Regions from separate parts of the Gossypium hirsutum genome. Here all the other regions are linked to region 1. Evidence: chromatin contacts called from public Hi-C data. All regions are on one chromosome and are shown on one strand. Each heading gives the region's core, a stretch centred on a gene start, on an enhancer-like site or on the middle of the called end of the contact. The rest is flanking DNA. Distances are from core to core; before and after follow the strand shown.

What was found. A called contact is a pair of places that touch in the nucleus more often than the background predicts.
Region 2: a contact with region 1 is called in a Hi-C map of leaf, with 2.3 times the contacts expected there. The contact joins the enhancer-like site here to the promoter of LOC107887082 in region 1. A contact is called at or near these places in 4 of 34 Hi-C or Micro-C datasets (all in leaf).
Region 3: a contact with region 1 is called in a Hi-C map of leaf, with 3 times the contacts expected there. The contact joins the promoter of LOC107887075 here to the promoter of LOC107887082 in region 1. A contact is called at or near these places in 4 of 34 Hi-C or Micro-C datasets (hypocotyl and leaf).

The regions. Positions count from the first base shown.
Region 1 is chrA03:20,032,232-20,035,718 of Gossypium_hirsutum_v2.1, reverse strand. It overlaps LOC107887082 (COBRA-like protein 4), which reads left to right and starts at 1,834. Exons shown (of 6, transcript XM_016811216.2): 1 at 1,834-1,945; 2 at 2,025-2,104; 3 at 2,766-3,222; 4 at 3,296-3,443. The coding sequence starts at 1,876. LOC107887080 (squamosa promoter-binding-like protein 6) reads left to right here. Exons shown (of 5, transcript XM_041096982.1): 4 at 1-86; 5 at 230-499. The coding sequence ends at 74.
Region 2 is chrA03:20,291,093-20,294,473 of Gossypium_hirsutum_v2.1, reverse strand. No RefSeq gene overlaps it. Among protein-coding and RNA genes, the nearest start is that of LOC107887078, 32 kb to the right of the region's middle. Within about 2 kb of position 1,368, at least 2 of the 9 cell types and tissues checked have an H3K27ac peak or open chromatin away from gene starts, as enhancers often do. A contact at or near this core is called in leaf, where this site is marked.
Region 3 is chrA03:20,369,145-20,372,319 of Gossypium_hirsutum_v2.1, reverse strand. LOC107887075 (rhamnogalacturonan I rhamnosyltransferase 1) reads right to left here and starts at 1,800. Exons shown (of 8, transcript XM_016811205.2): 1 at 943-1,800; 2 at 343-410; 3 at 57-145. The coding sequence starts at 1,252.

The sequences.
Region 1 (3,487 bases), core at 585-3,084:
TTCAGCGAGTGGAACATCAAAGACAATCTATGCAAGAAGACAATGAAAATGAGACCTACCTCCGAATCGTTTAAGTACAGATTAAGGTAAGTAATGATGCTCAAGTTGAATGACATTATGATCATAAATCTTTGACATTTGAACCAAGTGTTTTGTTTATCTAACATTCTTCCATTCTCTGAATTTGTTGGCCTGGAACTAAATGATTGGACTTGCAATGGAAGACAAGTTCAATGTTGCTGAAAGCTGCACAGTTCTTGAGATGTCCGAATAGTCGGCGTAACATAGATGGAAGCATGATGAGAAAGTTCAGCAGCTGCTAACTGGATTCCCTACCCCACCCCTCCACTCGGTTAAGTTTCACCTAGACTTTTACAAGTTATTTTGTAATCGAAAAAAAATTGTTTGATTATGTTTCTCGAATTAAAAATGTTTTGATGAACAAAATTATCAACATTTCTGTTTGCAACATTCATCAAATCAAGTTTAATATTCGACACTCGCTATTTAGATGCGTAACTAAAGCAAAATTATCGAACAAGTTTTATATGAGCTTGTGATATAAAACTTACTAAACTGCTTAAATTGTAGGGTAAATTATATTGATAGTCATTAAAATATGGGTAAGTTTAATTTTAGTTAGTTAATTTAAAAAAGTTACAATATTAATCTTTGAACTATTTGAAAGATTTCATTTAAGTTATTAAATTATTCAAAGTTTTTATTTAAGTTATTGAACTGTTGATTTTTTTTTTAAATCACTAGTAAGCTCCAAGCGATTATTCAAGAGCCAGTATGACAGATTAATATCCATCGATGAGTAGGAGAATATATTTTAGATATAAGTTGATGTAACGGTTATTTATATTTTAGATCTAAGTTGATCTAACAGCTATTGTTAGAGAATAAATCTATTTGAATTTTAGTTCACAGATTTGTGATGAATAAAGCTATTTCATAAAATAAAAAAAATAAAAAAACTGAACTATAGAAGAGAAAATGTTAGAGAGTTTTTAATCAGTGCAGGTAATGGGATAGCATTGATTTTAATATTCCAATGACTTACAATGCAAATTTTTTGAATAATTCAATGATCAAATTATAACTTTTTTAACTAAGTGATAAAAACAAAAATTTATTCATAATTTAACAAGTAATGGTGTTGGTTAGAGAAAAAGTTGGTGTATGGTTAATGGATAAATTGGGTAAATTACCCCAAAGCTAGGAAGTTCCCGCTGCGTCATGTACATCAATTACTCACTAAACTTGTAGTAACAATTTGTTGTTTTATGCCATAAATAATTATACTGGGAAACTTGGCTCGTCACGTTAGCATAAAATCTCAAAGTTGATTTTACTTTCTTTATTTTTTTAAACAGAGTTAGCATAAGCAAAATGGGAAGTTGGAAAATCCTCGTCTGAATAACTCAATTATTCCATTTAAACTATCACATATGTTGCATAGTCAAAACTAAAAATTTTGTTGTTGCCATTTCCCTATCCCTTTTACAATCTATTATTATTATATTATTAATTGTGAAACAGTTGAGTAGTCATTATCATTAGGTGAGTTGACTTCAATAACTGCAAGCTCTCACACCCACCAATTTAATTAATTAATTTTAAATGGAAATCATTTGTTTGGTAGGTGATTTAATCGAGTTTAAGATGTTTCTGTATTTGACGAATATCGGCAGTTAGAAGATTGTGCTCAGAATATGTCTGAAAAAAGTTCCAAGTCATACTCACATATATATACAACAAAACCAGTGGTTGAGGCTGACATAAACAATTCTTGTTTGTTGGGGGAATAGATATAAAGCCATAGGAGTATCATTGTTTACAGACAGCAGGAGTACTTCTTGATATTGCACAATGATGTTCTACAAATTTGCCTACCCTCTGCCAATGGTTGCTTTCTTTGCTATAATCATTTCCCAAGCAGGTCAGTTGCTATAATCATTTCGTGTTTTAGTTAATTTTCTTGCTAATAATTTCCTTTCCCTTTTCTACTTTTGTTGTAGGAGCATATGATCCGTTAGATCCTAACGGAAACATAACAATTAAATGGGACATTATGTCCTGGACTCCGGATGGTTACGTTGTAAGTATAACTTAAATTTACTTATTATACTCATATTTTTTTTCATTAAACTCAAGATTAATTAATTGGTTCACTTAGTCACTTTAAAAGATAAAATTTCAATAAATTTGGTCAAAATTGCGACTTCCTTTATACCAAAAACAATAATTTTCATTTATATTGATCAAATGTTAAATGTGAGTTTCAAATATTGATATGTATCCACCACTAATATATTAAAACTTTTTCAAATTTTTTCTTATAGTTGAAAGTTACCTAAAATAAGGGCGTAGCTAAGGGTTAGTAGGGCATTAACTCAGAATAATAACAATTTTAATCCATTCTAATTATAGAATATTCAATTTAACTTTTTTTAATCAATTTTATCCTTTAGCTCCAAACTTTTGAAATTTTATTTTAACCCCACAATACCCAACTTCTAGCTTCATTCCTGGTCAATAGGAATGCGAATATTACTTAGATTTAGTAATTATAAAGTGTCTTTTATTAAACTCAAACTTAAATTAGACTGTTGATGTAATCATTTTTAAAATTTGGTTGGATATAAGATCCCATACTAAAATTTTCAATATTCATTTTTATAGTAAATATAACTTTTGAGTGTGGGATAGTTGAAGAAATAGAAATGCAAGCTTACATATATATCATGTCTGCTATGCAGGCAGTTGTAACAATGACCAACTTCCAAATGTATCGGCACATAATGAGCCCTGGCTGGACCCTAGGCTGGGTTTGGGCTAAGAAAGAAGTGATCTGGTCAATGGTGGGAGCCCAAGCCACTGAACAAGGAGATTGTTCAAAGTTCAAAGGAAACGTCCCACACTGCTGTAAGAAAAACCCCACCGTCGTGGACTTGCTCCCCGGAGTCCCATACAACCAACAGATAGCCAATTGTTGCAAAGGTGGCGTCGTGTCGTCATGGGGCCAAGACTCCTCCACCGCGGTTTCGTCCTTTCAGGTGAGTGTTGGCCGTGCCGGGACTTCCAATAAAACAGTGAACCTGCCGTTGAACTTCACTTTGCTTGGTCCTGGTCTGGGTTACACATGCAGCGGAGCTAAAAAGGTGCCGTCCACTGTTTTCCTCACCCCTGATGGTCGACGAAAAACTCAAGCATTGAGTAAGTTTTTGATAATTTGCACTTAAAACAGATATACTTACATCCGACATAAGTGTTGTTATTTGTGTTGCAGTGACATGGAATGTGACATGCACGTATAATCAGATTCTGGCATCACGATATCCAAGCTGTTGTGTCTCGATGTCTTCATTTTACAACTCCACAATCACACCTTGCCCATCATGTTCTTGTGGCTGCCAAAACAACAATAATTGCATCTCGTAAACCTTCTTTCTGATCCCACACGAAAATGTTTTTAACTATG
Region 2 (3,381 bases), core at 119-2,618, 260 kb before region 1:
TGGTGACTTTAATTAAAAAAAAACTATAGGTCATTAATTTCTTATGATTTTTATGAAAATTTACAATTTTTTTTATTTTTTACTATTTTTATAAAAAATTCAAGTTTTTAATAAATTCCAAATTTTTTTATATTTTTATTAAAATTTAATAATTTTATAAAAGTTATTATTTATTATTTTTATATATTTTTTTATAATTTTTAATAAAAGCAAGGGCTTAATTGCTTTTTTGAAAAATTTTGAAGGTTTTTTTTATGCATTTTGAAAATTCGAGTACCCAATTGAGTGAAAAAAACTAGTGGTTTAATTGCCTTTTTTGATGGCCTTTTTGATGCATTTTGAAAGTTCAAGTGCTCAATTGAGTAAAAAAAAAGAGAGGCTTAATTGCTTTTTTTTATTTAAGTTTAACGGTTTTTTACACCCTTAAGCCAATTAATAAATTTACTTATCTTGTACGTAACGGTATTTAACAAAATATCAAATTAAATGATTAAAAAAACAAAACCTTTAAGCACCAATTCGAAAAGCCTTTATTATTATTAGATTTTATCACATCTATACGATGAGTGAATGAAAATATTTTTATTAAAAATATTTTTATAGAAATATGTCAATAAATAATTATTAGTGGAGTAACAAGAATTTTTTATATTAATTTATTGGTGTTGTGTCCGATTTCTAAATAATGTTATTAATTTGTTTTATTTTAATATTATATAAAAGATTAAAAATGAAAATACTTTTATAATAATGTTAATTACCCTTTAAAGTAAATGTATTTTAGTAATTTTATAGTTAAATTAGTGTGGAATTAACTCATGTCACAAACTCAATAAGTCACTTTATTTATAATATAGATCTACCAATTTATATATTTTGTCTATGCTATCTCTTTGGGTCATTTGTGCTTTGGATGAAATAAATTTATAATATTTATGAGAATGGCCATGGAATTAAATGAAAGATTTATGAAGTTGAAAGAGGATATTGATGGGGGATGAGAGGATGATGGTGCGAGGGGGTGGGTTCGCCAGAGCATGTGCCGAAGCAAAAGTACATATTTTTCTTTGGAAAGTTGAAAGTCTTTTGCCATCTGTGGATCATGACAATGAATTTCACTACTTCAGCAACGTTTGCGTCAATGGGTGTGCGTATATTAAATGTGGGTTTTGGACACCCTTTGGGACTGGGCTTTGGACCATAGGGTTCTAGGTCTAGTGGGTTAGGGTGGTTTAAATTAGATGAGGGACTTATGTGGCTGGTTTTGGGGACATTGAACATTGCAATGGTCGGGGTTGAGCTTTGCAAGTGGACATGAGCTATGGGCCTGTGGGTTGCCCTATCTTAGTGCCTTGATAGGCTATGGATGGGACCATTTTTAGATTCATTGCCCATTGTCTCTCCAAGATTGCTTTCGTGTTCCAAATATGGACGGTTTGCACTTCTTTCCTTCTCTCATTATTTTTCAGTTTGACTTTTTAATAGGTTGGAATGTCGGCTGAAATTGCTTAATTGATGACATTTTTTTTAACACATAAAACTAGATTTTTTATTCGTAAGTATGCATGGGTTAATTTTATGTATTGTAGGTATGTACAAAAATGGTATTATTTATATTTAAAAAATTATTCTTCACACTTTTGTAAAAAAAATTTTTTTAAATATGTTTGAAGCAAGAAAAAAAATTCACTACCTACTTATTAATGTTATGTTTTGTTACTAATATAATAATATAACAACTACTTATTTAATACATATGTTCTAAAATAGTTGATTAAAAAATAAAAAATAATTAGTATAAATATAAGAAATCTTTAAAATAAAAAAAAAATTCTTTCTTTTTACCACAAATAAAATATGTAAGTGATTAAAAATTATAAATTGTAATTAATTTATAGTTAATTAATAACTAATATATATATAAAAAAATGCTCCAACCAAACACAACCTAAATCAGCTAAGGCTACAATATAAATATCGAGATTGATAGCCTAAAAATATGCACTTATATCATCTCATTTAATGGATGTGTGAGCTCCACTCTTTTTTACCACTTTTCCAATTCCATGAGTAATTGAAAGAATATCGTTAGTTGGTATTAGCTCAAAAAAAAAAAACAACTTTGGAAACTTATTTTGGTATTTTTCATATATGTTTTACCATTCGTGTTTATAGTTCGTGATAGTCCTTCTCGACAATGTCTTTTTTAAAGTTGGTATTTGCATTTCTCCTTAGGAATATAATATGCCTTACCATTACACTCATCATGTACGTGTTAATAACTTAGGAAAAACTTTAATCTATTCAACAAGTTACAAGTGTATATCAAATTTTTTAAAGGAAAACTAAAATTTCTAAGAGTATATCTTTAGATATTTTGGTATTCTAAACCAAAATTTCTAAAAAAAAATAATTAGGAATTACGGTATATAAAAAAATTCTAAGAAAATACCGATAACTTTATGGATAATTATGAAAATTAGGGTATATCAAAATCATATTACACAAGCTTTTACTAAAACTTTTAAGAGGATATCCTTAGATTTTTTTTATATATATAACATATTCTAAAAGAATACCAATATTTCTATGGATCCTCATTAAAAATTTTGGTATACTAAAATCATATTACAAATCCTTTACCAAGATTTGGTGTCAACGCATCTTGTTTGATTGATTTATTGAGTATTCATTGTTGTTTAGTTCAACACTCCTTTTAGGTATTACTTGGGGAGTTTCCATGATTTGCATGTGAGGATATTTTAGGATAGTGATGTAATAATTGGGTTCAATATTAGAGTTACAATTATCCGTTGTTGTAAAGGTAAATTAAGCTTTAGTTAATAGGTGATTAGGTTTAATTATTGAATATAATCATTCTCTAAGCGAGATTTCATAGAGTAGGACTGGTAAATCCAAACTATGTTAATAAATATTCTCTCATTATTTTGCACCAAGAAATATTGCCAAACTTTTCAAACACACTTTTGAACCTCAATAATGAACTGACCTTAAACATAGTCATGGATTGGATTGAGTTGGGTTCGGATAGGCCGATGAAAAATTTTAGGCCTGTTTTCTAGGCTCAACTTGAAAAATAGGCCTAAACTTTTGCCCAAGTCCAGCCTAGATTAAAAATGCTAAACCCAAGCCCGATTTGATCCTCCCATATTAAATTTTTTAGATTATTATTTTTATATAAAAAAATTTAAAAAATATAATACATCAAATACACTAAAAATATTAAAATAAATGTTTCCCAACAAATTGAAAATACATTAAAAATACTTCTAAAATAGTAGCAAAATTAACAATAAAATAAGAGTTATACAATATCCAAACAATAATAATAGAATAGTACTAATATAATAGCGAAATAGC
Region 3 (3,175 bases), core at 551-3,050, 340 kb before region 1:
ATACATGCACAATATCTAATGGCTTCAATCATATGAGCAAAGCTTATTTAACACACCTGGGATCTGACCAGAAAGATGTTTTATCCAGCTCCGGGACTATAAGTGTGACATTCAAATATCTTGCAATGGTAACCATGTCACAAATCTGTTAAGCAACACCCCCACCCCCCCCCAAAAAAAAAAGAAAGAAAAGAAAAGAATACAGCATCAGTTTCCATATAGATTTGAAGTAAAAACAACCCATGAGCATACACAATCTAGAAAAATGTTGAAAAGAAAGAAAAAAGAAAGAAAAGGAATGGAACAAGAAATGCGTTTAGAGTTCTTTGCTAAAGCACTCACTGCTGCTCGCATTTGATTGAGACCTCCATTGCAAGAAACCATCAAGTAACCATTGTTCTTATATACCCCTAAAGTAACAACAAAACATCATATATCAATTTAGAGTTCAAAATTCCTAACCAGAACACATAAAGCAAGTCGCCACCGATCCCTAAAACTGAAATGGAAAAAAAATGGAAGCAAAAGTAACAATATATTAAAATAAAAGTACAAATTTGAAATTTTCAAGAGATAAACGATCTCAAATTTCAAACAAACATATGCCACAACAAGAAAAGGATAGAATTCCACAAAACGAAGACATAAGATACGAACATTGGAACCAGTAAATTGATACAAGTTCAATCCGTATGACTATATAAAAGGAAAGCTTCAATGAAAGCGCATAGAAATCTCCAAGAAATCTATCATTGTGTACATTGATTTTCTTCTCCTCAAATAGGAATGCAGATAAGGATAAAAAGGATAAACCCATTCCTTCTTTTCCATTAAAGACAAGCTCAAAATTTTTCTCCGATTTAACCCCAAAAAAGGCCTAATAAAGAATAACTACATCAAAATCAGCAGAAATTTGAGTAAAAAAAAGGTGGAAAATCTTACTTTTGGGAGGAAGAACACGGGCAGGAACGGAGGGAACCTTATCTTCAACAACGGAAACGGAAGAATCCTGGTGAGAAAAACAGGAAGGCCAACCTTTAAGGAGATGCGGACCCCAAGTATCCCCCAAGGCCGTTAATTGTACGATGCAAGTCCAAAGCATCACCGATGTGGTGGCGCGTATCATCCACAGCTTCGTTCTCGAGCTCTTCAACTTCTCAACTCTCTCCCCTCCGCCGCCTCCTCCCCCTTTCGTTGCCCCCATTCTTATCCCTCTCATTTTCCCTTTCCCCTTCCCTTCAATACTGCACATTTCCAGCAATAACCCCGATTTCCACCCTCCTCATCTCCCCCCCGATACGCCACCGTCTTCTTCCTGTCAAATTCAATCAATGTAGGTCGATTTTCAGAAAATCTGCATCTAATTTAACAAAAACCTTTTCCTTTCTTTTCTTTCTATTTTCCGACAAATTTCGAGATCCGTTAACTTCCAAAACAACATCAACAACAACAAAATAATTCAAAATCAATCAAAGAGATCCAATTTTTTTCCTCCTCTTGCCAAATGAAACTCTTAACAACTCAACCAATTCCAATCGAATATTAAACAGTATTTTCCCGAAACAAAAAACAAAAAAATCCTTCTCTTCCTCGGCGATCTAATCACTTTTCCGTCGAAAATTGTCGTGGAATGGCCGTTGAAACTCCTGCCTGTCTTCAAGTATAAGCGAATCGAGAAAATATAGAGAAATCTGAATAGAGAAGGAAGAAAAAAATTAGAAATGAGAATATACTGCAGACTACAATGCGATCGAGAGAGAGAAAAAACGGGATGTGAGCCGTACACCGTTGGGCTTGGGTACACTTTTTTAACCATAGTTTTCTTGAATCTAAAAGGATTTGTTGACTAGTGTTAGCTGTCGACCACAGTCCATGGTTAACTCCTTTTTTACCAATAAATACCTGCCACCTCAGTTTATGTCTGAATGGGCCCAACATTTACCCTACGTGGCTGCTTTCAACTGGGTTTTATAAAACTACAGGTGTCCACGTCCCAGGAATGGGAGTTCATCCGTCGCCGTTAGATTTGTAATGGGCATTAATTCAGCTGCCGATACGCCGACAATATATCGCGAGAATTTCTGTAGGTGCGAATATACCGCGACAATTATCCTTAATTTGTTCAAAGATTTCTTTAAAAAAAGTAATTCATTTAATTAATATTTTCAGCATTTAATTCTTTTTCCATGAAACAAAATAATAAGAAATTTTGTTTGTAATTAACAGAAAAGAAAAGTAATTATTTTGACGCTATGTATTAATATTTCAATTAATAAAAACTCGAATTATCCTTTTCAAAATAATCAAACACCAACTATTATTTATTTAGTAAAGATAATATTACCAATGAGAGTGTAATCATGTATAAAACATATGACTGTCTTTTCTTACATTTTATTTTTATTTAGATACATCCACACATAATTTTAAACTCTCATCAATGATACTATTATCTATTAATAAAAATAGGTATTTGTAAAAGTTTTTTTTGGGTATATTTTTATATTTTTTAATTCTTTATTTCATTAATTAAAAGTTTATGTTATTTTTTTAATATTTTATTTGTTAATTATTAAAATAAAATATTTGAAATAATATTTTTTATTAGATTTTATTTTTAAATCATCAAGATCAATATTAAAAGCTTGTTTAGTAGTGCTTCAAAAAATATTTTTGACTCCAAAAATACTTTTAGAAGAAAAATTATGCTAAACAAACTGCTTTTGACTGAAATTTTTTACTTTTCAAAAATACTTTTGAAAAGCACTCCCAAAAGTATTTTTGGAACTTAATTACTTTTTCACCCCTCCAATAACATAGTACTTTCCTTTCTTCTTTTTTTCTTTGATACTTAATTACAAATGTGTTAAAATCATTAATTAAATATAACAAATCTAAAATAATACAAATGTGTTAATATCTAATTACAAATATTTAATGGTTATATTTAAATATTTAAAATATAGTTTATATATTCTAATTAAATTTTATAAATAATTAAATTTATTGCTTAAAAATATTTAAAATTTATATTTCATATATTAAAATATTAACAACAAGTTATAATAACTTTTTTTTATATTCTTACTAAATATAATAATATTAACTAATTTAAATATTATTTAAATGCATATTTGTTTATTGATAACAACATGTCTAAAATGAACATTTTATT